Regions from separate parts of the Mus musculus genome. Here all the other regions are linked to region 2. A link is a contact called in public HiChIP or PLAC-seq data. All regions are on one chromosome and are shown on one strand. The core of a region is the stretch at or near the end of the contact, and the rest is flanking DNA. Distances in the headings are between cores, read along the strand shown.

What was found. HiChIP or PLAC-seq counts read pairs in DNA pulled down with a chosen protein or histone mark.
Region 1: an H3K4me3 HiChIP or PLAC-seq map of embryonic stem cells shows a contact between it and region 2, with 16 read pairs. The contact joins the promoter of C030018K13Rik here to the enhancer-like site in region 2. A contact is called at or near these places in 1 of 39 promoter capture datasets (embryonic stem cells), 2 of 15 datasets of contacts at CTCF or cohesin (the NIH/3T3 cell line and large pre-B cells), 26 of 484 Hi-C or Micro-C datasets (the Ba/F3 cell line, CD4 T cells, CD8 T cells and 17 more), 34 of 115 datasets of contacts at active chromatin or transcription factors (CD4 T cells, CD8 T cells, the SCID.adh cell line and 22 more) and 3 of 9 other capture datasets (adipose tissue, liver and pancreatic islet).
Region 3: a contact with region 2 is called in an H3K4me3 HiChIP or PLAC-seq map of embryonic stem cells, with 19 read pairs. The contact joins two enhancer-like sites. A contact is called at or near these places in 3 of 39 promoter capture datasets (cancer-associated fibroblasts, embryonic stem cells and hippocampal neurons), 1 of 15 datasets of contacts at CTCF or cohesin (the NIH/3T3 cell line), 45 of 484 Hi-C or Micro-C datasets (the C2C12 cell line, CD4 T cells, CD8 T cells and 23 more), 33 of 115 datasets of contacts at active chromatin or transcription factors (CD8 T cells, SST interneurons, astrocytes and 23 more) and 4 of 9 other capture datasets (adipose tissue, embryonic tail, liver and 1 more).
Region 4: a contact with region 2 is called in an H3K4me3 HiChIP or PLAC-seq map of embryonic stem cells, with 42 read pairs. The contact joins two enhancer-like sites. A contact is called at or near these places in 4 of 15 datasets of contacts at CTCF or cohesin (the NIH/3T3 cell line, embryonic stem cells, large pre-B cells and 1 more), 19 of 484 Hi-C or Micro-C datasets (bone marrow-derived macrophages, cerebral cortex, embryonic stem cells and 8 more), 29 of 115 datasets of contacts at active chromatin or transcription factors (acute myeloid leukemia, bone marrow-derived macrophages, cardiomyocytes and 17 more) and 3 of 9 other capture datasets (adipose tissue, embryonic stem cells and liver).

What each region holds. Positions count from the first base shown.
Region 1 is chr5:64,474,988-64,481,565 of GRCm38.p6, reverse strand. C030018K13Rik (RIKEN cDNA C030018K13 gene) reads right to left here and starts at 4,558. Exons shown (of 2, transcript NR_045413.1): 1 at 4,334-4,558.
Region 2 is chr5:64,817,335-64,823,400 of GRCm38.p6, reverse strand. Klf3 (Kruppel-like factor 3 (basic)) reads right to left here. Exons shown (of 6, transcript NM_008453.6): 3 at 1,044-1,527; 4 at 372-522. Gm31684 (a long non-coding RNA gene) reads right to left here. Exons shown (of 2, transcript XR_376977.2): 1 at 4,694-6,066; 2 at 3,651-3,934. Among named protein-coding and RNA genes, the nearest start is that of Gm31684, 3.5 kb to the right of the region's middle. Within about 2 kb of position 1,915, at least 24 of the 459 cell types and tissues checked have an H3K27ac peak or open chromatin away from gene starts, as enhancers often do. A contact at or near this core is called in embryonic stem cells, where this site is marked.
Region 3 is chr5:64,361,658-64,368,224 of GRCm38.p6, reverse strand. No RefSeq gene overlaps it. Among named protein-coding and RNA genes, the nearest start is that of Gm43837, 13 kb to the left of the region's middle. Within about 2 kb of position 3,269, at least 96 of the 459 cell types and tissues checked have an H3K27ac peak or open chromatin away from gene starts, as enhancers often do. A contact at or near this core is called in embryonic stem cells, where this site is marked.
Region 4 is chr5:64,427,865-64,433,537 of GRCm38.p6, reverse strand. No RefSeq gene overlaps it. Among named protein-coding and RNA genes, the nearest start is that of Gm31363, 21 kb to the left of the region's middle. Within about 2 kb of position 1,662, at least 43 of the 459 cell types and tissues checked have an H3K27ac peak or open chromatin away from gene starts, as enhancers often do. A contact at or near this core is called in embryonic stem cells, where this site is marked.

The sequences.
Region 1 (6,578 bases), core at 3,309-5,808, 340 kb after region 2:
CCCATACATACATACATACATACATACATACATACATACATACATGCATGAGATTGGAGATATCTACATAGAAACCTGATGACAAGTAGATTCACAAGTCTGACCTTTGAGGCAATGCATGTAGCTACAGACAAGGCCTAAGGACTGTGTTCGAACCACCCTAATGCTCAGAGGTTGGGCAAAGAGAAAGAACAAGCAATAGCCACCAACGGATGGTGCCATCAGGGAGGTGGGAGAGAAGTCAACTCCATGTTAACACTCTAGCAGCAAAATGAAAGGAGTTATCCTAGGAACTATTCTATTGCTGTGATAAAACACCATGCCTAAGGTAACTTATGAAAGGAAGCCTTTAGGATGAGTCCCTGATCTCAGGGAGGGAAAGCGTGGCAGCGGGCTGGAATGGCAGGCACTGGAGCAGTAACTGAGAGCTCATATCTGATCCAAAAGGTACAGGCAGAGAAAGGAAGACTTGACATGGTGACACACCTCCTCCAACAAAGGCCCATCTCCTGATCCCTTTCAAACTGTCCCACAACTGGGAACCAAACATTCAGACAGCTGAGACTTTGGGGGACATCCATTCAAGCCACCACAGGGAGTCACAGGCATGACAGATGTTTCCCTGGTAAGTCAGACATGATAAAGATTAAGAGCTGTAATGCAGGATAATTGATTATGCCGTGAACCCTGAGATTGTGTTATTTATTGAAAAAAATAAAACCTGTTTCTAGTTGTGGTGTGGCTCGGCCTCAGCACATGCCTTTAATCCTTCTGTCTGGAATACCAACACAACCTTAGTGCACTCTAATCGCAAACAATGAAGGTAACTTAAGTTTGTAGAACACCCGTGTTTGAAAGTGATGTCAAATTGAGTAGCAGAAAAGTGATGAATCAGAGGGAAAAAAATTGATAAAATAGGATGTGTGCAATTCTCACAAGAAGAGAGAGAAAGAAGAAGGTAACATAAGAGGGGACAGCTCAGAGGGGGAAAGGAGGGACAGGGACACGGAGAGACAGAGAGAGAACAAGCTAGACACAGGCAAAGACAGAACAAGCCAGAGAATGAGAAGGAGCCAGAAAATCAGAACAGATTGCTGGAGTTAGTTTGAGTCCAAGCAGAACAATTCAGTCAGAGGCTGAGAGAGAAGCCAGATTGAATCAGCTTGGAGAGGAGTTGGAGCCAGAAGAGCTGAGTTGAATCAGCCAGCCAGAGTTCAGAAATCACAAGAAAGGGTGAGCTTATTCAGCAGTAAGTCTCAGACGCTGAAAACATTCTAGGTCTAGCTAAGGTTGTAGGGAGTCTAGAAGCTTCCAGGACCAGGCCTAGGTTAGCAGATGGAGGCAGTAAGCCTTTGAGATGACAATTACATCAGGAGAATAAAAGTTACATTTACACACTTGACCACTCCCCTCTTACCACCCAAATCAATAGTGCTGTGACACTTCCAGAGATGGAGCCCAGAGATGGGTCTGCACAGGTAAGCGAGAGAGCTAGATCACTGAGGAGGGTCTCTGGTTCCTAAATCGGCAGTTCTCGACCTGTGAGTCATGACCCCTTTGGGGAGTGAAGGATTGTTTCTCAGGGGTTGCTTAGGAATATCAGAAAGTACAGGTATTTACATTATGACCCATAACAGTAGCAAAATTATAGTTATGAAGTAGCAACAAAAATAATTTTATGGTTGTGGGTCACCACAACATACATGAGGAACTGTATTGCCAGCATTAGGAAGGTTGTGGTAAGTTTTGCATTACCATGTGAACAAATGTTTATATTTAAGAATTCCATGATATATATATGTATATGTATACAACACATACTCAGACATGTAATTATTTATAAATACTTCCTTAGCCCATTCCATGAACCTAAATCACATGCTTCTTATTATAAACTAAAGTATTCTTTCCCGATTGTCACCCGACCCCAAGCAAACTGCAATTTATTACATTCTTTGAAAGAATAAAATAATCAGCTCAAAGTGCACACCAGGAAATGAATCAGCACAGTACCATCTGGAGGAAGCCAAGCTAAGGATACAGCCAAGACAGCTCAAGGCATCTTTTGGCTGCAGAACTCGGGGTATTAAATTCCCCAGGCTCCGCATGCTTTGGAAGGTAATGCCTGTAATAGTAGACACAATAGCACAGAGAGGTCGCTCCTGTCATGCGTTAATGCCTGGAGTGAATGTGGTAGGACAAACATTCACCTAGCTCGGTCTTTCACTTAGAATGTGAGGCGCAGGATGACTCGAGTCACGCGCAAAACGCCACTTTTGGTTCATGACATTTGGTGTTTTTAAGAACACTTCAAGTTGAGAGGTTCACAGTGATTTTATCCTGCAGAAGAAAAATTACACAAATAGTACAAATAGTTACCAATGGGTCTGCCTGAGACTCTGCCCCATAAATGATGCTCAACTCATGAAAACAGCTGCCCAATCGACTAGAACCACCGCAGGCTGCAAGCCGCCCGTGTGTTCATCCGGGTGGGCTACCCAGATCCTGCTGCCTGGCAGCATGGCAGAGAATGTTTGGAAACTTTCCATGAGATTCTATAGATGTAACGGTGGCCCAAGCCAAATGTCAGTTGTTGTGCATCGTAATTATGCATTGCTTCCAACTGGAAATAGTTATCTACCCATTTGATTGTAAGTCCAAGTCACAGGATTGGCCCCAATTGGCCTATGCTTTCTCCTAACGAACGAATAATAATGGGTGCTGTAAGAGTGCCTAGGAGAGAGGTCCCTCTGCTGGGCAGAGCTGAACGGGAAGTGGGGGTGGGGGGGTTGTTTTGTTTAGTTTTAGTTTTCTCCTAGCTACCTTCTATCTTCTCTGTCAGAGATAAGGGGGCAGACCCTGAAAGGTAGGAGGGTTGAAAAGGGACCTGCATTACTACATCTCATAATTAAACCATCCAAAGGGAGGGATGAAAGCAACTGCTTAGAGAGATGAGAACATGGGACCCAGGCCTGCAACAAAAGTCAAGCGCTTGTCAGACTTGCCCAGTCCAGGGCTCTCAGTGAGTCAGAAACTCCGAGTCGGCTGAGGGGCTTGTACATTCTATGTCCGTTCATAAGATGATCCTCACGCATCTCAAGTTGGAGAGCCGTGGAGGGCATTCAGCACGTCTTGGAAGAGAAATAAGACAAGAAATCCTTGCCTTACAGTGCTCAGGTAGACACGCCCAGCACCATTCAAAGAGCTACTGGAGCGGGACAGAGAGCATCCCTAAAGAATAACACCCACCCATCTCCCCTTTCACCGCTCGTGTTCAGTGCAGAGCTTCCGGTTACGGTGACTTCGTATTTTATTTCCTGTATTTAGCAGCTTTTCAGCAGAGAATAAAGATGCACTTGAGATCTTTACCCCAAGTTTTTATTTATTTATTTTTTAAGTTAAAAGATGATTGGATGAGCTATGTTTGAAGTTCTATAACGGAGCTACCCGAAGAGATAGGCATGGGTAATACAGAGAATAAAAACAGTAACGGCATTGTCTAAGCGTTTATTTCCGAGAGTAGCTTGTGTGTAGTTAGCCTCTGCTTGCCCTTGATGGATGGGTCCATCATGCCAACTCTACAACTCTGAAACCCAGAGTACTCTGCCTAAAGAAAACCATGCCTTGATTCTCAGTGAGCTTTTATCACTTATTAATGTGATAGTCTCCCAACCAGGCGGCTCAGAGGTGTCAAAAAAAGCTCAGCCACTTGTTTTGTATATTTTGAACCTTCAGAAAAACATGTTTATTTCCTAAAATCTATTTCAAGCTGACGAGATAGATTGGCTCTGCAGGTAAAGGTGCTAACCACCAACTCTGATAACCTGAATTCATTTCCCAGGCCCCACGTATAGTAGAAACAGGAGAAATGATTCACATGAGTTGTCCTCTGATGGTCACATGTATACTGTGATGCACATGTCCAAAAGTATGCTCACACACACACACACACACACACACCAATCACACAAATAAATAAATAAATAAATAAATAAATAAATAAATAAATAAATGTAGAAACATTAAAAATGCACTTAAATGCCAAGATAGTTATAGAAACTAACATTCTAAATGTACACATGTAATGAGTTAACTTTCCACAAGAGTGGGGAACAAATGGCACAATTATTCACACACTATCAGGAGTTTAAAGGCATTAATTTTAACATATCAGTAATCATTGAATTTGGCCATAGTGGTGCATGAGATTTCTAAATCTGGCAATGTGTGGCTTTGACCTATTTCTGTCATAGCCCTCCTTGAGGGTGAATAAAAATAAGTGGGCCAGAAGCCTGTATTCATAGACAACTCAAGCCAAATGGCCAACACTCACCTTCACGGGACCTGATGGTAGTGAGTTCTCTGCATTCGGTTGAATCTTAGGACACCAGCCAGAAGTGTGACCTTACGTAGGTCACCTCTGCTCTGTTCCATGTGTCTTCTAGTCTAGAAAAAAATAGAGGAGGAGGATGGTGAATTTCTGTTAATTCGTGTGTTCCAGTATCCTGTATGCATTTCTACAAGACCTCCCGTCTTGCACCCCAAAGATATGTTGCTAGAATTTCCTTGGTGCCAGTCAACTACGTAAAAGCTTTTCTCTCCCTTTCTTGCACTTCAATTCAGTCTCTTGTGATAGGTTCTTTTCTTTGCCACCAGGCCAGCTCTTTAAAACCCATTTCACGAGCTGTCCCAATAATTAACAACTAATTAACAAGAAGGCCTGGCTGCTAGGGCTTGGTGCTTTCAAAAAGAAATGAGCAGGAAGGTTGCTTCGCTTTCTCTATTCACAGGGTCCCTACCATTGTCACTGGGATCGGCTGGAGATGGCGGCTCCTGAATGGTGTGAACAATCTCATTAAAAATCTCTGCTGGAACAATCAATTCACTGTCACTGGACCATATCGATCCTCAAGAGCTGTCATTGAGTTACAGGGTGTCAAAAAAAAAAAAAAAAAAAAAAGAGACGAAATTGACAGCCGGAAGTGTACTTTGTTTATTCTGGGAAAGAAACTGTCTTAGTTACTTTTCTATTACTGTGATAAAGCACCGTGAAAGCATCCCCTGGAAAGGGGGATTATTTCATTTTATAGCTTATAAATCCATCATGGAGGGAAGTCGGGGCAAGAGCACAGGTCAGGAACCTGGAGGCAGGAACTGGAGCAGAAGCCATGGAGAAATGTTGCTTTCTGGCTCGCTCCCTATGGCTTGCTAAGCCTGCTTTCTTAGAGCACCCAGGACCACCAGCCCGTGTCTGGCACTACCCACAGTGAACTGGGCTCTCCCACCTGGCAATCCCCCACAGGCTTCTCCACAGGCCAATCTGGTGGGAGCACTTTCTCAGTTGAGGCTCCCTCTTTCAAAATAACTCTACCTTGTGTTGGAGTTGGCCTAAAAAACTAGCCAGCACAGAGACCATTATCAGGTGTTTCTCCATGTCGCTCCTGCAGAAATCCTAACAGGAGTTTCCTGATGAGGGTTTAGCAGGATGCTCTCTGCAGAGACACATGACCAGCCTGCAAAGAGACTGCTCATTATTCTGCTGTCTTCTGGGATGCCTCTGAAAGTCCACCTTGGCACCGCTTTTGACATTCTTGATATTTTAAGCTTTATATTATGTGGCCTTGATCTCCTAGCCCAAGGACCAGCACATGAGTCAGTGGAACGGTCTAGTCATTGATCCAGAAGGGTAGTTTGGATGAGGTAATATGGTTAGCAATGGGAGCAGAAAGATGGGCACAAATCTTCACACTGATGAGCCACAAATCTGTGGCTGCACAGCTGATTACCTGCGCTAGACTATACCAAGAACAGCAAGCCAGGCCTCCACTGAAGCCCATCAAGGCTCTCCACTGTGAGTGGAAGTGCTTCCCACCATCCTCTCCATGATAGCTGCTATGCCTGACCATCAGGAGAGCCCACTGTTCCCTTTCTCTTTAAAGGGTGAAGCACTGTGAGTTACCACTTTATTCTGATGTGACATGATGGCTAACATTGACTGTCAACTTGACAGGATTCAGAGTCACTTAGAAAATAAGCCCCTGAGCGTGCCTGTGAGGATTATCTAGATTAGGTCAGCCTCTGGGCACATCTGTGAGGGATTGTGAAGGTGAATTGCCATGGGAAGACTCAGACACTGTCCAGGGCACTATTCCTTGAGCGGGGATCACCAGAGGACCTAAGAGCCGGTCTGCGCATGAGCACACGGATGGGAACACTGGCCTTTCCTTTCTCCGCCAGTGCTGTGGGAGTTTTCACTAGAGGAAAACAGAAGCTAAAGCTGCCACTTCATTGGAACCACCATTTCACTGGGGCCTTAACAAGGTAAGGACCAAAGTGAGACAGAGGCTTAACCTCTGGGACTGGGGCTCCTGACAGCATTGGGGTTTGTATTTATATTAGTCAAAAGCCAAGGATCAAGTGCCACCACTTCCCACATTGGGTTCTTGTGACACTTGTGTGTCTGTGGTCCTTGAACAAGGATGCTTTCTGAGACACTGTGACAAAGGTAGGGTTGTCACATAATCTAAGTGTTATATTATGAATATAACACTTAGTCACATAACACTAAGTGTTATATT
Region 2 (6,066 bases), core at 666-3,165:
GCGGCTGCTGTTTGACATGGGACAACTTTTGGTTGTTCAAGCAGATATGAACATCAAATCCAATCTTCATGAAAACACTATCAATCCCACGTGGATGGCAAAAGAAAAGAAAAAATAAATAAAAAACCAGAAGATTCATGTGGTCACCTTGGGGGACCCATTTAGTGAGGTTGACACAACGGTTGCAGGTCTGGTCCATGTTGTTCTTGGAGACTGTCTTGGCCACGGTTAACTGAGGACAAGTGATACCACACCAAAGAGGCTGTCTGCGGCCATCCACAGCACATCACATGTTTGCAATTCCATGTTTTATTCCGGGACCCCAGGTGCATGGCACTACTAAAACACCAGGTCTGCCTAAGTATACTTACTCTTGCAACAAGGCTTGCGGGGGGGACACTGGGTTCATTAAAGGGGGTGACATTTCTTCAGGGTAATAGTCAGTCCTCTGTGGTTCAATTCCAGGCTCTATTTTAATTTTTTTCTGTAATAAGGGCTTCTCATATGATTCAATTACAGGTACTAAAAAATAAAAAAAATAGAAAAATCATTCTACACACAATGTATCAGTTTCAGCTTGCGAAAGCTCACCTCACGGCTTTTGGGGACTAGATTTTTATATGTGTATTTCTTCATCTCTGGCAAGGTTACCAGCAGGACTTAATCTGTGAGAGATCCTCGCTTCTTTTGAAGCAGGCAGAGGACCCTGCAGCTCAAGATGACTCTCCACCACAAAACCTGGCTAACCCCATAGTCCCCTCCCTAAGGTTGACAAACAGGTAGCTTTTAAGAGCCATTAGCAGCGTGATCAGAAAGTACTTAAATCTCTTTTGTGCCCAGGACTGTATTGGTACTCAGTAAATCAAAGTATAAAATACACTGTGAAAGTAACTAATTGTTGGATGCTCTCCCAATTTCATCACTTCAAAACAAAAACAGAACAATTTGCCCCAGGATATCCTTTTGAGGATATAATAGCTCTGCCCGGTGTCCTCACCAGACTACTAAGCAGGTGCCGGGTGTAGGGGCATGGCAGAATTTACCTGGCATGCCGCTGTTTGAATTGTCCATCTCTTCCGACAAGGAAACCATGAGAGGCTGCTGCAGGTGGCTGGTATACATAAAAGGAACGGGCTGGACCACGACGGGCTGAATGACGGGGAGGATGCCTGGGCTCCGGATTCCGTGTCTGGACAGCGCGGCTGCCATCACAGGCGGCATAGACAGGGGTACTCCAAAGGGCTGCACGCCAGGAGAAGGGGGCGAGTACTTCTTAATGGGCGGACTGGAGGAGGGCATGCTGAGGCCAGGTGACGCTCTCCGGTGGGACGGGAACTTCAGAGAGGAAGGAGAACCGCCCGCAGCAGGCGGGGAGCCCCGCTTGTTCACCGTGAGGTCCACCGGCTCCACCTGTATCCCGTGAGTGAGGCCTTCTGGGGTCTGGAAGAACTTATCAGGCAACGGTGTGGAGTAAATGACCCCATATTTGTTGGGCTTCATCGATTCTATGTAATTCGACGGGAAGGACTATGAGAAACAATAAAAAGAAATAGAGACGTTTAAGGAGACATACTTTAGATCCGGAGGTGTGTGATCCCCAAAAAGCTATGGGAGAGATGGGTTTAGCAATTGCTAGAAAGTAAGGTTTGCTGGGCCCCCAAAAAAACCTGAAGATTAAATTCATGATTTTTATATTCAGTGAGAAGGCTGATGGCTGGCAGGCTCCTAAAGCTGCCTGCATCATGAAGGACTTGAGGCCTTCAGGAGGAGCCAGCACTGAAGGCCACCAAGCAGGCCAAACTATAAAACCTGAGCTGGGTTGGTTTTTGAGACAGAGTCTCACTGTGTAGCTCTGGCTGACCAGGAACTCCCCTCCCTTCTCAGCACTGGGATTAAGGTGTGGCCCACCACACCCAGCACACTCCTCCTCCTGAGCTTCTCTGGCTTTGACTGGGATTACTCTTGGGCTCACACTCTTTCTTCTCTGGGTCAGACGGGCTCAGTCTCTGGACAGCTATGAACTACAACTGTTTTTCCTTGTAGAAGTGACTCTCTGGACCTTGTACCAGCAAAGCACCCAGGAATAGGAGACCGGACCATGAGACTTGCAGCGATGGGGAGATCCTTGTTGTGGGGCACTGAGGAGCCCTTTTCCGGGGTGCTATGGTGGTAATACAAGATAACCTATGTAATCCTCTCAACTTCACTCATGACACACTGGGTTGTCCCAGGAGAGCCTTCCAGCCCTTTATGCAGGAGACGCACTCCAAGGCTGTAAGACTCCAAACTCTCAGATCACAGTGCAGCCAAGGATGGCTAGGCACACTGTTGGGTATACTGACTGAGTGTCTAGGGGAGCAGCAGCCTAAGATGGCAAAGACTGTCACCTTTCTAGCCAAGTCTTAAGTGACAGAGATAAAGAGTAAAAAGATGAGCTGAATGCTAAAAAAAAAAAAAAAAAAAAAAAAAAGACTCCCAATACGGTGCAGAAATATGCAAAGCACTAAAACCAGAAAGTACAAGACACAAGGATTCTGGCATCAGCTCTCAGCAGGGGTGGAAGGGTGAATAATGACCATCCCAAGACCTCATCTCTTCTCTCTTCTTAATTAATTAGAGACAGGATCTAACTCTATAGCACAGGCTGTATTTGAACTTGTAGCAATCCTCCTGCCTCTGCCTCCAAGTGGTGATCTGTACCAGCACCACGCAGCTCTACCTTTCTTTTGAACTAGCCACATCCACCCAAGTATATATATAACAAGGCAGAAGATCCAGTTTATACAGCAACATCAGCATTAAGCCGATTTAAATTTAATTAAAATAGGGGTTATTAAGAGAGCAAGGCTCACAGACACTGTACAAAGAGGATCTCGATAATTAACTCCAGGGAGAAGCTTTCTGTGTTTTATTTCTCCAAAGGGCACAGCTCTGGTGGGAGGCAAGACTCCATGAAACAGATGGGACAGAGGGCAGCAGCACGCGATGCGGCACCTTCCTCATCTCAGCCCTGTTCCTCCAAGACTTCCCACTGACCTAGATTTTAAGGCCCACAGATCCTGGCAGCTGAACAGCAAGCAGAGTGAGGACACCCTGCCACTGCTGCCGCCGCTGGGTTTTTCTCTCCGTGGCACGGACCTCAGAGACGTGGGAATTCAGACACGTGCCAATTTGGTAATATCCTCAGGGTTCTCCTACACTGTTTAACCTACACTGTGCATCTTCTATATACACTTAGTGCAAATGGATGCCCCTCTCCTCTAGACTGCCTTCAAGTCTCCATCAAAGACCCAGGCTAGGTGTAGGGCGTACTCTGGGACAGGCACCCAGCCCCAGGTCCATAATTAACTCTTTCCAGTTCAACTGCCTCACAAAAGGGCAACGAAATATAGCCCTTCCTTGGCTCACCCGCAAGTCTGAGAATCTTCTCTAAACCAGGTTTAAGTATTTGGGTGGAGCACGAAGCCTACAGAGGTCTGGCACCCGTCTGGCAGGCACGGTGTAAAATGTGACGCACATCAGTTGTGACCTGTGATGAAAATTCCACTGGGATAATGCCAATACTTTTGATTCCTGAAGACATGGGGATTGGGCGGGGGAGGGGAGCTCGGACACTCCTCCAAAGGTCTCAGTATTTATAAAGTTGAGACTTAACAGTTTCATATTTTATTAGGTACAGTTTTGATGAGTTCTCTTCACAAGACAGTAAGTGGGTGGGACAACTGACAGGAACAGGAAGTCTCTGCTGATGAACAGGAAAACAAGGTGCATCTGTGACAGGCCACTTAAGCGCTCTCAGACCACAGGTGGGGCTGTGTGCACAGGAAGGCGGAAGGCGTGGCACGTTCATAAACACTCGCTCTGGGCTCCGCAAATGCTCTGAGGCAAACAGAAGGCTTTCTGTCCACCTGGCCCAGGAAAACCACCAAGGGTTCTGTTGGGACAGAGCAGGGAAATGACTGATTTTAAGTACTTCTCAAAGGACAAGGAGTCTGCTGGCTGACAAGGTTCACCAGAAGAAAAAGAAGAGAAAAAAGGGAATTTAGAGAAAGATTAAAAAGTATTTTTTGTTTTTTTCCTTCAATTTGTTTTCTTTCTGATTGCCCGTATCAGAAGGAACCCTCCCTAGTTTTCAATCTTTGTCCTAAGATCTTTCAATCATGTGCACAGACTTTAACACTGTTTATATTTCAGTAAAAGTAAATGGTTTTTTTAAACCATGACAAAAAATACCAAATAATGCGATTGCTTTGGGTAGGATTTTTTAATTTTATTTTAAAGATAAAGGACCGACAACAGGCACGTGGACACACACAACGGCCTTGCTGTGTGTGTGTGTGTGTGTGTGTGTGAGTGTGTGTGTGTGTGTTGGGATTAAAAAAAAATCAAAACAAAACAACCATTCTTGAGGCTGGAGAGATGACTGAGTGTTAAGAGCACTGGTTGGTCTTGCAGAGGACCCAGGTTTGGTTCCCAGCCCCCACGCGGCAGCTAGCCACTGTCTGGGGCTCCAGTCCGAGGGGATCCAATGCCCTTGCCTGGCCTCCTCAGGCGCCGCATGTGTTGCCGCATATACACGCATGCACGCAATCCTGGCACACAGAAGGCTGAAGCAGGAGGACTGCCGTGAGTTAAGGGCAGTATGGGATACACAGCAAGGCTCTCTCTCCAATGAAACAAAAAACAAACTTACAAATGTCCTATGCTGCTGTTAGCACGTGCGTTCTGACTCCTCCAGTCCTTTCTATCAGGGTGAGGGAAACGACATTTGAAGAGCTGACAGCACAAACAGAGGAGGTCTTTTTACTTCCTTCACAGTGAGGACTAAAGCTAACTTCTGGAACTAGAGTGAAATGCTGTGTCATGTGACCACCAGCACACAAAGGAGAATTTATTACAAAAATACTCTTACATATTTCAACTTTATGTGTGTGCTGTTTTTGTTTGGTTTTATTGGTCAACTTGACACATGACTAGGGCACTGGGAAGAGGGATTCTACTGAGCAACAGTCGAGTCTCTTAGACCAGCCTGTAGGCTAGTGTCTGGGGGCATTTTCTTGACTAAAGATTGCTATGAGAGGAATCGCCCGAGGGCCAGTGGTTCTGGGCTTAGCTCTTGAGCAAGCCAGTGAGCAGAGCCCCTCTAAGGTCTCTGCCTCAGTCTCCTGCCCCGGTTTACTGCAACTGGATTCACGAGCCGTACTTTCGTGCCTGACTAAGAACACTGGGTGTACATCAGTCAAATGTATCATTGGTGGCCACACGGCATTTAAAAAAATCCAGATCTTTTAATTTTTCTATTCCCAGAAGATGATCAGGTAACAGCTGAGAAAGAGGGCTGAAGGAGTGCCCAGCAACCTTCCTCCCGCCGCACGCACGCAACTCTTTAATACAGTTCTTCATGCTGTGGCGACCCCCAACCATAAAATCATTTTGTTGCTACTTCCTAACGTTAATTTTTCACTCTTATGTAATGTATGTAATTATAATGTAGATATCTGATATACAGGATATCTGATACTTAACCCCACAAAGGGGGTTGAGACCCAGAGGTTGAGAATCACTGCCTAAGAAGAAAATTCTATTAAAAAAACAAAAAATATATATAATTTTAATTGTTTGATTATTACACTCAGGCACATGATAACGGCATTATCTAGCTACTGTGCTAGAATGTAACTATTATTTCCTTAAAGATGCTGTCATTGACGTTTTGTTGCAGATGATAGTAAACACATCATCGGCTTAGGAATCTCCATGGGAACTGGGTTCCAAGCACCTTGGAGTGACCCTGTCTGAGTCTTGTATAAGTCTTTCTGGCAGGAACTTCCACAGCCAGTGCATAAGGATGATCTAATTTTGCAAGCGTGTCATTCCCAACCTTCAGATACACATCCAGGCCAAGATTTTTTCCCTCTTGTGAATATTTTCCGACCCCATGGAAGAAAAGATCTGGGCGGGCTGGGAGCGCTGCGTTGTTAGTCAGTGTCTACTGACTACACCAGACCACATCCTCATGTCCATGCCGCTCCTGCTCTAAAAAGTTGGGCACCTCCTTGCCACCTG
Region 3 (6,567 bases), core at 2,020-4,519, 460 kb after region 2:
CTATAAAGGCTCACTCTCCTGGTTTCTGCTTCTGCAACAGAGTCAGTGGTAAGTGAAACATCCATGTGGTGTCTCATGGTGTACAAACGGCAGGCAGAAGTTTAGAGCCAATGTCACAGATACAGCTTGCCAGATTCACCTGTCCTGCAGGTGGCGGTGAACATTAATGTCACTAGATAGTAGATGTGGTCATAGGACAGTGATGGGTAATGTGACATTCAAATGTTAGTGATGACCACTGGTGACAGAGCAAGAGACGTCCCCACATCAGATATGGGTCCCCGTGGGAAAGGTCACTGGTAAGGCCACCATGGCCTTGGGACCTGTGGGCCTGAACAGAAGACCTCAATGGAAAGAGGCTGGTTTTTAGCCCATAAGAATCCCTGCAGCTGGGGAAGGAGTCACATAAGGCCACCCTGAGGCACAGAGACTCTTCAGCCCAAGTCAGGGGATAGACAGAGAAAGCTGCCCGGCTGGAGGCCTCTGACAGGGTCAGCTTTCATGGGCTGCCAGGTCTCTCCAGGGAGGCCAGCTGCCCAGCCCAAAAGGCTTGGGCCACCCTGACACGTGAGAGAAGACTCTTGTTCTGTCACCGCTCTCCTCGCTGGGCTGCGTTCCAGGCATGCAGGGGAATGGCGCCCAGCAAGGGGAGGAGGTGAGCTGAGAGAGGGGAGGAGGAGGAGCAAGCTTCCCAGGGCAGACTTCCAGGAGGAGGGAGTCAATGCCAAGAGAGAAAAGAGAAGATTTAAGGTTAACTCCGGTTCGGTGTTTAACTATTACTTTAGACTTGAAAAGCTAAAATCTGAAAGAAGGCTTTTTTTTTCCAATTCAAAGGCTTTTTTTTTTTTAATTGCCTCAACCCAACCCAGAAGTTGTAAGCCTGACTTAGTCATTGAGGGGGACAGCAGAGTTCTCCCTGTTGTAGATAACACTTAAAATGACATCAGGAGACTGTTATGTTTCTCATTGCTCTGATAGACTCCCTAACAAAAGAAACCTAAGAAGAAAAGTTCATTGGTAGGGAAGCATGCGATCTGTTGTGGCAGGAAAGGCAAGGCAGGAGACCGTGGTCAAGAAGCAGAGAGATGGAAGCTGGTGCTCAGCCTCCCCCACCCCACCCCACCTCACCCCCACTTTGCCTTTTCAGTCCAGGACCCTAAGAGATGGTGCTTCCCACATTTAGGGCTATTTTCTTCTCAGTTAGCCCTTTGGGGAACACAGTCACAGAGTGGCTCCTATGTAATTCTGAATCCGGCCAAGGTGAGAATGAAGATTACCATAACAGAGACCCACAAAACTCAGGTTTCTGCCCCTATTGCTTTCATGGGGGTAAATTTGTAATAGTTAAGTGATGATAGATAGATAGATAGATAGATAGATAGATAGATAGATAGATAGACAGACTGATGGAAGACAGATAGACATGCCTCCTGCCAACTGCCCCTGCCTCATGTTTTTCTGATGCTGCGGTTACACATGAGGTTGACTTGAGCTGCTTTCTGGCTGTCTTTTTTACACACAGTAGAGTTTCAAAACTAACCCTTTTCTGCGAACTGGTCTCTCACTCTACTTTCGTGCACTAAGCTACGAGCCAAAGTAATGTTTAGACTCCTCTTCCAAGTTTCAGCTGAATGTTGCATTTCTTAAAAGTTTTTTTTTCTTTTTCCTAAAATCTTTTCTTCTTTTAGAGCCCCAGCAACTTGCATGACCAAGGTCAGTGTCACTCGGAAGGCAAGCTTAACTCACAACTGCATCCACCAACTTGTGTCTGTAAGCCATAGAGCTCCATGTTCTCTCAAGCCCTCCAGGGCCTTCCCCAGTCGTCCACTCCTCAGTCATCCATTCGGTCGCTGTTGGGCAGCCTGCCCTTCCTTTACAATTATTCTTCAGAGTTCTGGAGTGCACATCAGGAAGCTGACTGACAGTCACTGCTCTCACCCCACCCAGGATCGTGCGGATGTAGAGTTACCTCAAGCAGGATGATCCTGGCCTTGTATTCAGGATACACCAGAACAGGAGTGCTGTGGCTTGAGTGTTCTCCCTGAAAGTCATGCCAAAACTTAATTCCCGTTGTGTGGTGTTACGAGAGCAGAAACCTAATACGACAGCCTTTGGAGGGTGGGACATTTGGAAGCTAAGGTTAAATGAGATCAAGTGATGGAGCCCTCATCCAGTAGAACTGTGGCATTATGGCACAGGACAGACCTGAGCACACATGTTTACATTCAGTCCTTTTCACTAGGAGCAGGGCTCTCACTCTGTACTGACTCACCACAGAGACTCACCAGATGCCAGTGCTCCCCACATCCCTACTCCACTCCTACTCTTCACAGAAGCTCCAAGCAGATTCATAGTACCTTAGGGTGAGGATTATAGATTATTTCCTTGCTACTTTCAGCTTCAGAGCCTCAGCCAGCCTTGCCCTGGTACCTTCCAATACACAGGTGCACGTGAGCGTTAATATAGGACCAGAGAAAGGACCGGTGATCTCACAGCAAAGCTTTAACAATGGCTGCGGCTTCTGTAATAGACGATCCTTTTTTCTTTTGTCTGCTGAGAGATCTACTTTCTTTGCATTTTTTATTGCTGTGGGTCTCACTTGCCTTGTAAGGTTTTAACGTTATGCAACAACAGATAATTGCGTCACGTGGTGCTTTCATTTAAAAATAATCACTTCAAATATCAACAAGCACTGGTAACTGGGAGGCCTCCAATCTCTTCTGCTCGTCCTGTAAGTCGCAAACCCTTGCCTGCTCTCTGGCTCTGTGCGACTCATTGCCCTAATAGGAAGCCAGGAAAAATGGTCATCAGTGAATCCTACTATGTGCCAGGTGCAACTGCTGGCCCACCCTCCCCACAACTTTGGCAGGCACTCTCATTCCCACCAGGGTTATGACACCACAGTGGGTTCCAATGGATACCAACCACATCACACACATGATCAACATCAAATGAGTTGTCAGTGACACAAGGTCTGCTTGAAGCCAAGCATTCCAGAACTTTCCAGGACACTGGTGAAGGCATTAGTTTAAGACTTCCTCAGACACCAGTAACAGGGCTCCTCTCTCTCTGGGAAGCATCTTTTTCTTTTCTTTTCCTTCTTTCTCTCTCTCTCTTTCTCTCTCTCTCTCTCTCTTTCTTTCTTCCTTTCTTTCTTTCTTTTTTTTATTCCAAACTCCTGCATCCCGGAAGCAGCAGAGAGCTGGTTCTCAATTGCCACCACCCCACCACAGCTACCACCACCACCAGTTCAGGAGCTTGCCAAGAGTCAGCCAAGCATAGACAGCTTGTATTCAGAGTTGCTGTGGGTCTGCCCCACCCACCCCACCCAACCTCCTGCAAAAGCTTAAATCTCAGGCATGGAAAAAAAATCAGACAGGCCATCTTAGGCTAGGGGGAGGAAAAAAAAAAAAAAAAAACTCCCAACCAACAGCTGCTGCCTAATTGGCTTTCTAAATAGTTAGAGGCTGCCAAGTGCAGAAATGAATTAAATAAGCCTTTTCCCCCCTCCAGGGTGGAGCAGCAGGCTCCGGGGCTCCACCCAAGTCACACCCTAGTTGCGGCTATTTATAATATCTAAAAGCCAGATGGAACCTGCCAAGGGGAACAGAGATCGTGACAAAAAGCATAGATCCAAAGCCCAGCCCTCTCCTGGAGTAGACACAGATCTGGAGGGGCCCCTAGGGACTGTGGGGGTTGCAAAGAATGGTAGAGGGATTGAGCCTTTCGCAGAGTCAGGTTTCTCAGCTGCAGGTACCGATTGGGAGTAGGGTGATGCGGGCTGTACCTGCTGGATCCAGAGGAGCTAGGTGATTCCGACAGTATTTGTTCCCTGGGCAGCTTGAGCCCAGTTAGAAGGAACAGCAGCCAGATGTGGATTTGGCAGGTGAAACAGCTGGACTGCTCCTCCCCTCAGCCAAACAGAACCTGGAGCAATATGGTCCATGGTAGTCCAGAGTGCTTCCAGGGAGCTGGGGACAAATCCTGATTTCTTGTCTGTGAGATGTGCTTGTCAGTAAACCCTTGGAGGGTTTACATCCTTATTTATGAGACACGGGCTGTAATCAAACCAGCCAGATGGGATTTTTGAGAACGTTAAACATGCCCTAAGTGCTCAGGATAGTTTTGCAGCAGAGGCCACAGCTGTTACTATAGGATTTGATGTCTGGACTCAAAAATGCCTCTGTGTTGGCCACTGTGTGCTGGTCTCTGGTGGGTTGAGTCCCCGTGTCCCTGCTGGGCTGAAGCATCTTAAAGACAGATTGAATGTTGGCTGTCTCCTTCCTGCCGATGAACAAAGGCTGGTTTGAGCTAGCAAATCATCAGAAATAGGCACCTGATACAATCCCGTTCACATCTGACTTCCCAGCCCAGCTGTTCTGGTCTTGAGTTAGGATCACTGCTCCCCCAAGCTCTAGCCCCATCATGAGAGCACAGCCCTGACCTGTACTGTCCAGTTTTCCTGACCGCCTGTTAAGGTACATCTTCTATGTCTCCCTAGGGTTTGTGAGTTGATTGAAGGCCCTGTACCCTTGAAACCAGTGTCCTGAGTGGGAGACATCATGGTAGGCACAGAGTGGATCACAGGTGTCATGGGTGAATTCATCTATTTATGGGCTCATGGCTGAATGAGTTTGGGAAGATGGGCTTTATACAACAAAATATGAGGTCCTCTTTGGCTTCCTGGGTGCTGGGAGGTGTACAGCTTTACTCCATCCCACACTTCTGCCATGATGTGTGACCTCAGACACAGGCCGAAAAGCAGGCAGGATAGGTGGTCACACAATGAACCTCAGGAAACCATGATCCCAAAGAATCTGTTCCTCTTCTCGAATAGTTTTGTCACGGCGATGGAGGGTTAATACACCTTCAGACCACAGTGATGAGGATTTCCTTTTCAGTGCTCCTAGAACAAGGCCACAACACTATGGAGCTGTGACACACACACATGCTCCTTCAAAGATTTTTTTTAGTAGCCACATAAATAAAAGTCAAACATTTAAAGGTGAAATTAAGGTTAAGACTCTATTTAACCCACTCTATCAATAATGCTGTTTCAGAATGTAATTGATATAAGCATTATTACCAGGACACTGTGCACTCTCTTCTTACCTGAGGCATGAAAGCTCTGATGAGCACCTTATATAGAAGTGTGGCTGTCTGCTCTGGTTAACACACCCAGGGCTCTGAGGCTGCCTGGGCCCGGGGCTACAGAATATATCAGTGACATTCTAGAACATGTGTATGGCTTTCCTTGTCTTGCTTGGGAGTCTTCATCTGGGGGCTCCCTGCTCTGTTGGGAAGATGGCAGGAGCTGTGTTTAACTACCCTCCAGGCCTGTCTAAAGAAACTGGAGGGAAAGGTTGTTACTTGAAGGTGGAGCTAGGTCATGTGTGACCCAGGCTTAAAACACCTGCTACTTCTCCCAGGACTTCCGGCTGGTACCACTTGGTCTGGGGTGGGCTTGCATTATGGGAATTGTGACTAACATAGGGAAAGTATCCTCCCTCATCCACTGAGCTGCAGGTCACGGGGTTGATGGCTGCTCTGCTTGTAGCTGGAGTTTTCTTCCTCTCTAGTCAGTCTAGATATAAGGAGAGTACGTGTATCCTTTAGAAACAGCGGTCAAGACAAGGGGAGAGTAAGCAGGGATTGGGTCAAGCAAGAGTCCATGGTCGTCTAGGAGAGGGTAAGCATTTTGTTGTTGCTGTTGTTGGGTGTTTTGTTTCTTTTGGTTTTTCTTTTACCTCTTCTCTAGCTGTCACAGCCAGCAGGAAGCTCTTCAAGGGGATGGATGGACTGGATCCAGAAATAAAAATGGTGGACAGAGAGATGCTTGGGCCACCAGCTGATGGCAGGTGAGCAGCTTTGCAATGCAGCCTCAGGGTGCTAGAAAGGTGTACTGGCTAATTGGTACCAGGAGTGGGGTATTCCTGTGACAACCTGACCATGTTTTGGGGAGGACTGTGGAAGGACTTTGGAACTTTGGGCCAGAAGATCCATTTGGTGTTAAGAGCTCTGTGGGATGTTATGTAGGAGCTTGGAAGATAGTGTTGAGAACAGTGCAGAAGATGGAGACCTGGCTTGTGAAATTTCAGAGGGAAGATTAAAGACTCTTTTCAGGGCCATTGCTATTTTGATTGTGAAGATTCTGTGGTTCTGGTTAGCTGGGGCTGAAGAATCAGCTGAGATTAACAAGATACCAGAACTACTAAAGCAAAACCTTTGGATTACTGGGACTATTGATGCTGGTTAGCTGGAGCTAAGAAATTAGTGGTGATTAAGAAGAGACCAGCATCATTGAGGTGACATCTTCTGGGAAGTGTTTTCTGAGAGCACCGAGGCTGTGTTCTAGAGATAGCCAAGGTGGTACCTTGTGCTGCAGTGAGACTTGATAATATGTAAGAGTCAACCAGGTGGTATTGGTTTTAAAGGCATGAAGGGGTCACGCAGAGCAGCTGAGGCTCGGCACTGTGAGAGGCCATGGAAGGCCATTGGTGAAGGTGCAGCCTCAGTTGAAGTTGATGGCCCAGAACTGAAGGGGTCATGTATTGTTTTGGAGATGCC
Region 4 (5,673 bases), core at 413-2,912, 390 kb after region 2:
ACATACACACATAGGACCAGAATATGTTATAGAATAGTATGTTACTCATACTACCCACATGTACTCTATTTTCTATTGTTCATTATTGATTTATTTTTATCATTGTGTGTGCGGGCAGGCACACATGTATTGTGGTGCTCCTGGGGGTGGGGTCATAGGATAACTTCCAGGAATCCATTCTCTCCTGCCTTACAGAGACAGAGTCTCTCTTGGTCCTGTTTTGTTGTACATTCCAAACTAGCTGGCCCATGGGCTTCCAGGGAATCCTCCTGTTTCTGCTCACTCTCTCACTGTAGGAGTACTGGAATTACAAAGGCATGCCACCACATATGGCTTTTTGTACATGGGTTCCAAGGCTCAAACTCAGGTCATCAGTCTTATACTGCATTACCTGCTGACCCATCTTGCTAGCCCTTGTTATTGTGTTAACATACGCTGCTTCTAAGGACAAGCCTTCATGTACACAGTCTTAAGGTATAAATTAGGTCAGTGTCTCTAATCCAAGACCAATCCAGGAAGACTATATATGACCCGTAGTCTCTCATCTCCAAATTCTGTTCCAGTACCATCTGGTACATTGAGGAAGGTCAGTTGTCATCTTTCTATTTCTTCAGTCTAACAAATATAGACTGCACCCTGCCCTGCTCCTCCCATGCACCAAACATTAGGGATACCAAAGGAGCTAAGGCTTCTATTAACACACTAGTCTGCCACCTCCTGAAAAAGTAAATATCAAGGTGTCCTGGGAGGTGGCTCTGTGGCAGAGCATTTGCCAAGCATGCATAAAGTCCTGGGTTCCATCACTGATGCTGGGGGCTTAAGGGGACAACAGAGGTTGCACTGAGAGAGGTAGCCAGAGGTGGGCTAGGGAAAGAGAAAAGCCTGCAACCAGCAGGAGGAGGATAGGTAAGGGCCCCACGTGGATTCGTTCTGATGCTGGCTGCTACATCCAACTGGAGAATGAGTGAAACTCTATATCCATGTCCTTGAACGACTTACCATTCATGTTCATGGACTTGGTCCATGTCTGCAAACTCCTCCATCTCTCTGTCCACGAGATCCTTCTCTTCTACATCCATGAATTCTGTCTCATCCGTGACTGCAAACTTTATCCCGTTCATATTCACAAACTGTTATTCTATCCATGTTCACAAACCTGCATTCATGCGTGCAAACTCCACCCCCCACCCGCTGTGTTCATGGACCCTGTCCCACCCGTGTTCATGACCTCTCCCTATGCCATCCATATCTGCCATTCCTTCGCTTGGCTCCAAATCCCAAGTCTCTGAGACTTCAGTCCTACAAGTACTTCATCTACAGAATCACCCCAAAGTAAAAGCCACCAGTGGGAAACGTTCATGATAACAAGATGGCAGCCAGGTGGCAAGCCAGCAAGAGCGCTCGAAACAGCCTGAGGACACGGGGAAAGAAAGAGGTACTCAGCAACCCCACAACTGCTGTTATCCCATGCTGAAGACAACTTGTTCCTCCCTAGACCTGGCTGCAGGAGGAGGAGGAAAGTCACAGAGGCAGCAAGCACCCCAGCCTTGCTTCAGTGCCTGACAAGGCGTCTTGCCTCCGGGAAGGAGCTCCCTATAGCTGCTTAGAGAAGTCAGGGCCCTGCACACCACACCCTACACCTCCCTCTACTTCTTTGCCAGGCTGCACCTGGCCTCTGGCCTCACCTGCCCCACCCAGTTACACCCATGATTCCAACAGTGGCCAGCAAACACAAAGCTATCAGCAATAACAAAACAGAAGGAAGAAATTCAAGTCAAACCAGGTTCCGGCTGCCCTCGGCTGAGCTCCTGCAGCACTGTCTGGTGCCTCCAGCCTTCTGCGTCCCAAACCCAAGTTGAACGGCCAGATCTTATCTGACTTCTCACTGGGCTCTAAGGGTACTGTGTCCTTTCTGTGTCTGGGCCCAGCACCCCTGTCTGAATGGCACCACAGAGATCCAAGAGTGGCTGCAGCCTTCCTACGCATTGCACTGCATTCTCTCAGTCCCCTCACATAGCACTCACATAGCACCGTGCCTCGCTCTTCCAATAATTTTGGCCAGCCCAGTTTTTTTAGAAGCAGGACTTGAAACTCAGAAAGGTGCAGTCTTCCATTAGACTAACAGTGAGAAACAGAGCAGGTGACTACCTGATTAAAGTAAAGCGTTTCTTGGAGCATCTGTCTTGTATGCTGTGAATAGACCTATTTTCCAAAACAGGTTCGACTTGGAAAGATCCTTCTTTTGATTGGCACCTGTCTGGTGGACCCACACCAGGCTGGGCTGCAGCAGGATTCATGTTTGCTGTCTCCCACCTCCATCTGAAATGAAGCTCATTTACTGAGTTACTCAGAATTATCCAGACTGGCTTTGCAATCCCTTCTCCAGGGTCACACATGCTAGGCCAGGGGAAAGCGTTCCTGAAAACCAGGACAGGAGACAAGGCAGGGTACTGGACAGACATGGGGACCCGGAGACCAGCAGGCAGGCCTAGCACACTTCTAAGCATCCATGCAGATCCTAGCACTGATAGAGATGGTGGGGACAGACAGGAGCCATTTCTGGACCAAAACTCACAGAGCACTGGGTGGAGGCTGGTGGGAATTAAAGAATAAGTGTTCCATGGGAGCATCATTTGTTTCAGAACATTTCTTTTTCTAATTCTCTGGGGGAATGCAGCCTGCAACTCTTTCAACTCTAAGAAAGAAAAGCAGCCTCCAGCCACCACTGAACAAAGGCCACCATCTACTGGTTTCAGAACCACATTCCCATCAGACAAATACATCACAGGGTGTGGCCAAAACAACCTGGTTTATTGGCACCCTGACCCCAGGTCAGAAGCCGGAGATAAAATGTGACTCCAGGCTCTTGCCTTGGGGCTCTGGGAACAGCAAGCAGGGACCCACCCTGCTCACACCAACTGGCCATTCTGGTTCATCAAGATGAAATTGTTTTCCTTCGCAGCCGCACCCAGTGCTCCACCATAAGAAGAAACAGGTCAGGAGCATCCAGCAAGGTTTGACCCTTTCATGGAGGTTCCTGCCCAGAGCAATGCAGAGGTCACATCTGCAACCAGGTCTAGAGCAAAACTTTCAGGGACCCCAGGTGGTTCCCACAGACTCCAGAGTAGAAGAGAAAGGCCTCCGACCCCAAAGCACTGTCTCAAAGCACTCCTCTTTTGTACCAACTGAAGCATTGCCCATCCACACTTATTAAGACAAACTCAGCTGAAGTGCAAGGTTCCAAAAGGCTGAAGGACTTGTTGAGCATCAGGTTGATAACTATTCCTTCTTTTCCTTTTCTTTTTTTTTTAACCTCTGCTTGTATTCAGACTCGAAAGAAATCAGCCCCATTTAATTAAAGGTTGTTTTCTTAGACAAGCGTGATGTTCATTAACATATGATGAGAGCTTAAGTAAGTGCTGAAGTAATTAGACAGGGAAGAGCTATACGCCTTATTATAATCAGGATCCAGGCCCACCTGGTTCCCTCCTTCTTCTCCCACCCATCAGGCAGGAAAGCTCCAAGCCAGGTCAATTATGCGCTCATGGATCTCATGGCTAAGAACCTGAGATAAGTGGTGGGATATTGAATTTATCAAATACATAGGAAAGAAATTGGTGTTTGTGAGTTTTGGTGAATTAGACATTTTTGGATTAATATTTTTATACAACATTGATCTAGAGACAAGCCTGGAATATTTATCTTTCTTTTCCCTCCAGGAACTGTTTCTTGTGGTTATTTCATTAGCAAGTATGGGTCCAAAATCATTTGAAGTGCTGGTCAAGGGTGGGGTGGGGGTGGCCCTGCTCTGGAAAGTATATATTGAAATAACCAAACTCAAGGGACATGGCTGTAAGGCTAACCTCGGCTCTTCATGGAAAGCATTGACACCCCAGCAGAAGTGGGCAGATCTCCCAGGTCTAGACCTAACATTCAGCTGTTGTATTCTGAGAGGGCTCTTGTGCGTTTGTTGTTTTGTTTTGTTTGTTTGTTTGTTTGTTTGCTTTTTGTGTTTTGTGGTTTTTTTCTGACATGCTGGTTGAAGATCATCCTATGGAGACCTCAAACCCTAGAGGGCAAGTATTTACTGAGGTCTAACTTTGCTCACTGCCTCTTTCACCATTTGAGCCTTGGTTAATGTTTGGGGAGAGTCACACAGACAGCTGACCCCCTGCTCTGGCCATGCACTTCATCCATGAAGCATCTCACACCCAGAGGCTTCTGTTTGGGGAAAGGCATGGCGACATGGCCCAACACCTTTCGGTGACATGAGAAATAGACTCTCAGAGAAATGCCTGGATTAGAAGACAGCGACCTAGAGGTCAAAGGTTTCTGTTTTCATGATATTTCTCATATTAGATGCCTCTTGGCCCACAGTTACAAAAAACGCCCTAAGCTTTCTGCATCCAAACCATTCTCTTCACTGACGCCCAGAGGGGTGGCATTTCCTAGGGCATTTTCACACACTGTAGAGCTTTAGTTGAATGAAAACATGTTTCTAGAAGTCTTGGGGATGGGGAGAGGAGCTGGGAGACCTTCCAATCTGCTTGGTCACTTGTCAAGGCCAGCTGCCAGAATTTTGCTGCTGTTATTTTCTTTTCTGTCCCCTTGACCTTGTGAGCAAATGCTTTCAAAGGGTGTCTTAGTCTCGAGCGCGCCCCCAACTCGCCAGCAAGAACGACGCTGCTACAGGATCCTTCTGCACACATTTATTCAGTCCTGTTTCTTCTTTCTCCATATATCTCCCTTGTTTATATCTCTCCCTTGTTTATATCTCCCTTGTTTATATCTCCCCTGTTTATATATCTCCCCTGTTTTTATATCTCCCCCGAACCCTGGGCCTCTCACTCTTTTATACTCTCAGTTCCCATCCACGCACAGCAGGCCACGCCACCTCACCAGGCACGCAGCTTCAGCTAATCAGGGCAGCAGGGGCAAATCTCCACCAAATTGGATTCACCTGTATCCTGGTACACCTGCGCAGCACTCAAGATGTTTGTGTCTTATATGAGGAAGTCAGGTGCAAGTCATACGACTTAGCTACAGTCCCTGGCGCCTTTAGGACTGCCGCCACACCTGCTCCTAACAATTCCCCCTTTTTTCTTTTTTGGCAGAGAGAATGTCTGTCTGTAGATAGCCCCCCGAAGCCATGCCCCTTACCCGTCCTTGGGTGACAAACAGCATTGGTTTGATCCCTGTCTTAGGTTGGTGACATGCCCAGGGAGTCTTATCACTGACTACCTCTCTATTATGCCAAGCCACACCTGGGGAGATTGTGTTTTGCTTGTGGCAGGTGCATCAAAAGGCCAGGATGTTACTTAACCTATGGCCAGATCTTAATTGCTGCAAGCAAGCCTCGTGGGTGAAGGTAGAGGTCTGATCCCCAGTGTGCAAGCATAGGGGCCCTACACAAAACCATCCCTTAGGCTCATCACCCAGAGAGGTCTTGGCCAGCTCCCGTGTCGTTTTTCCTGGGGGAAGGGAACTAGGACACTGAACCTTCATGCAATCAGACGTGCCTTCCACAGGATGCCAACAGCAAGCTATCCTCTGTGCAGTGCTTAGCCTCGCACCCCACGGCATAACGCAGCATAATTTCTTTTAGAGCGGCAAACCGAATCTGAGGAGATTGTCCCGCCTCCACTGCAGCAAAAGCCTATGCTACCATGGCGA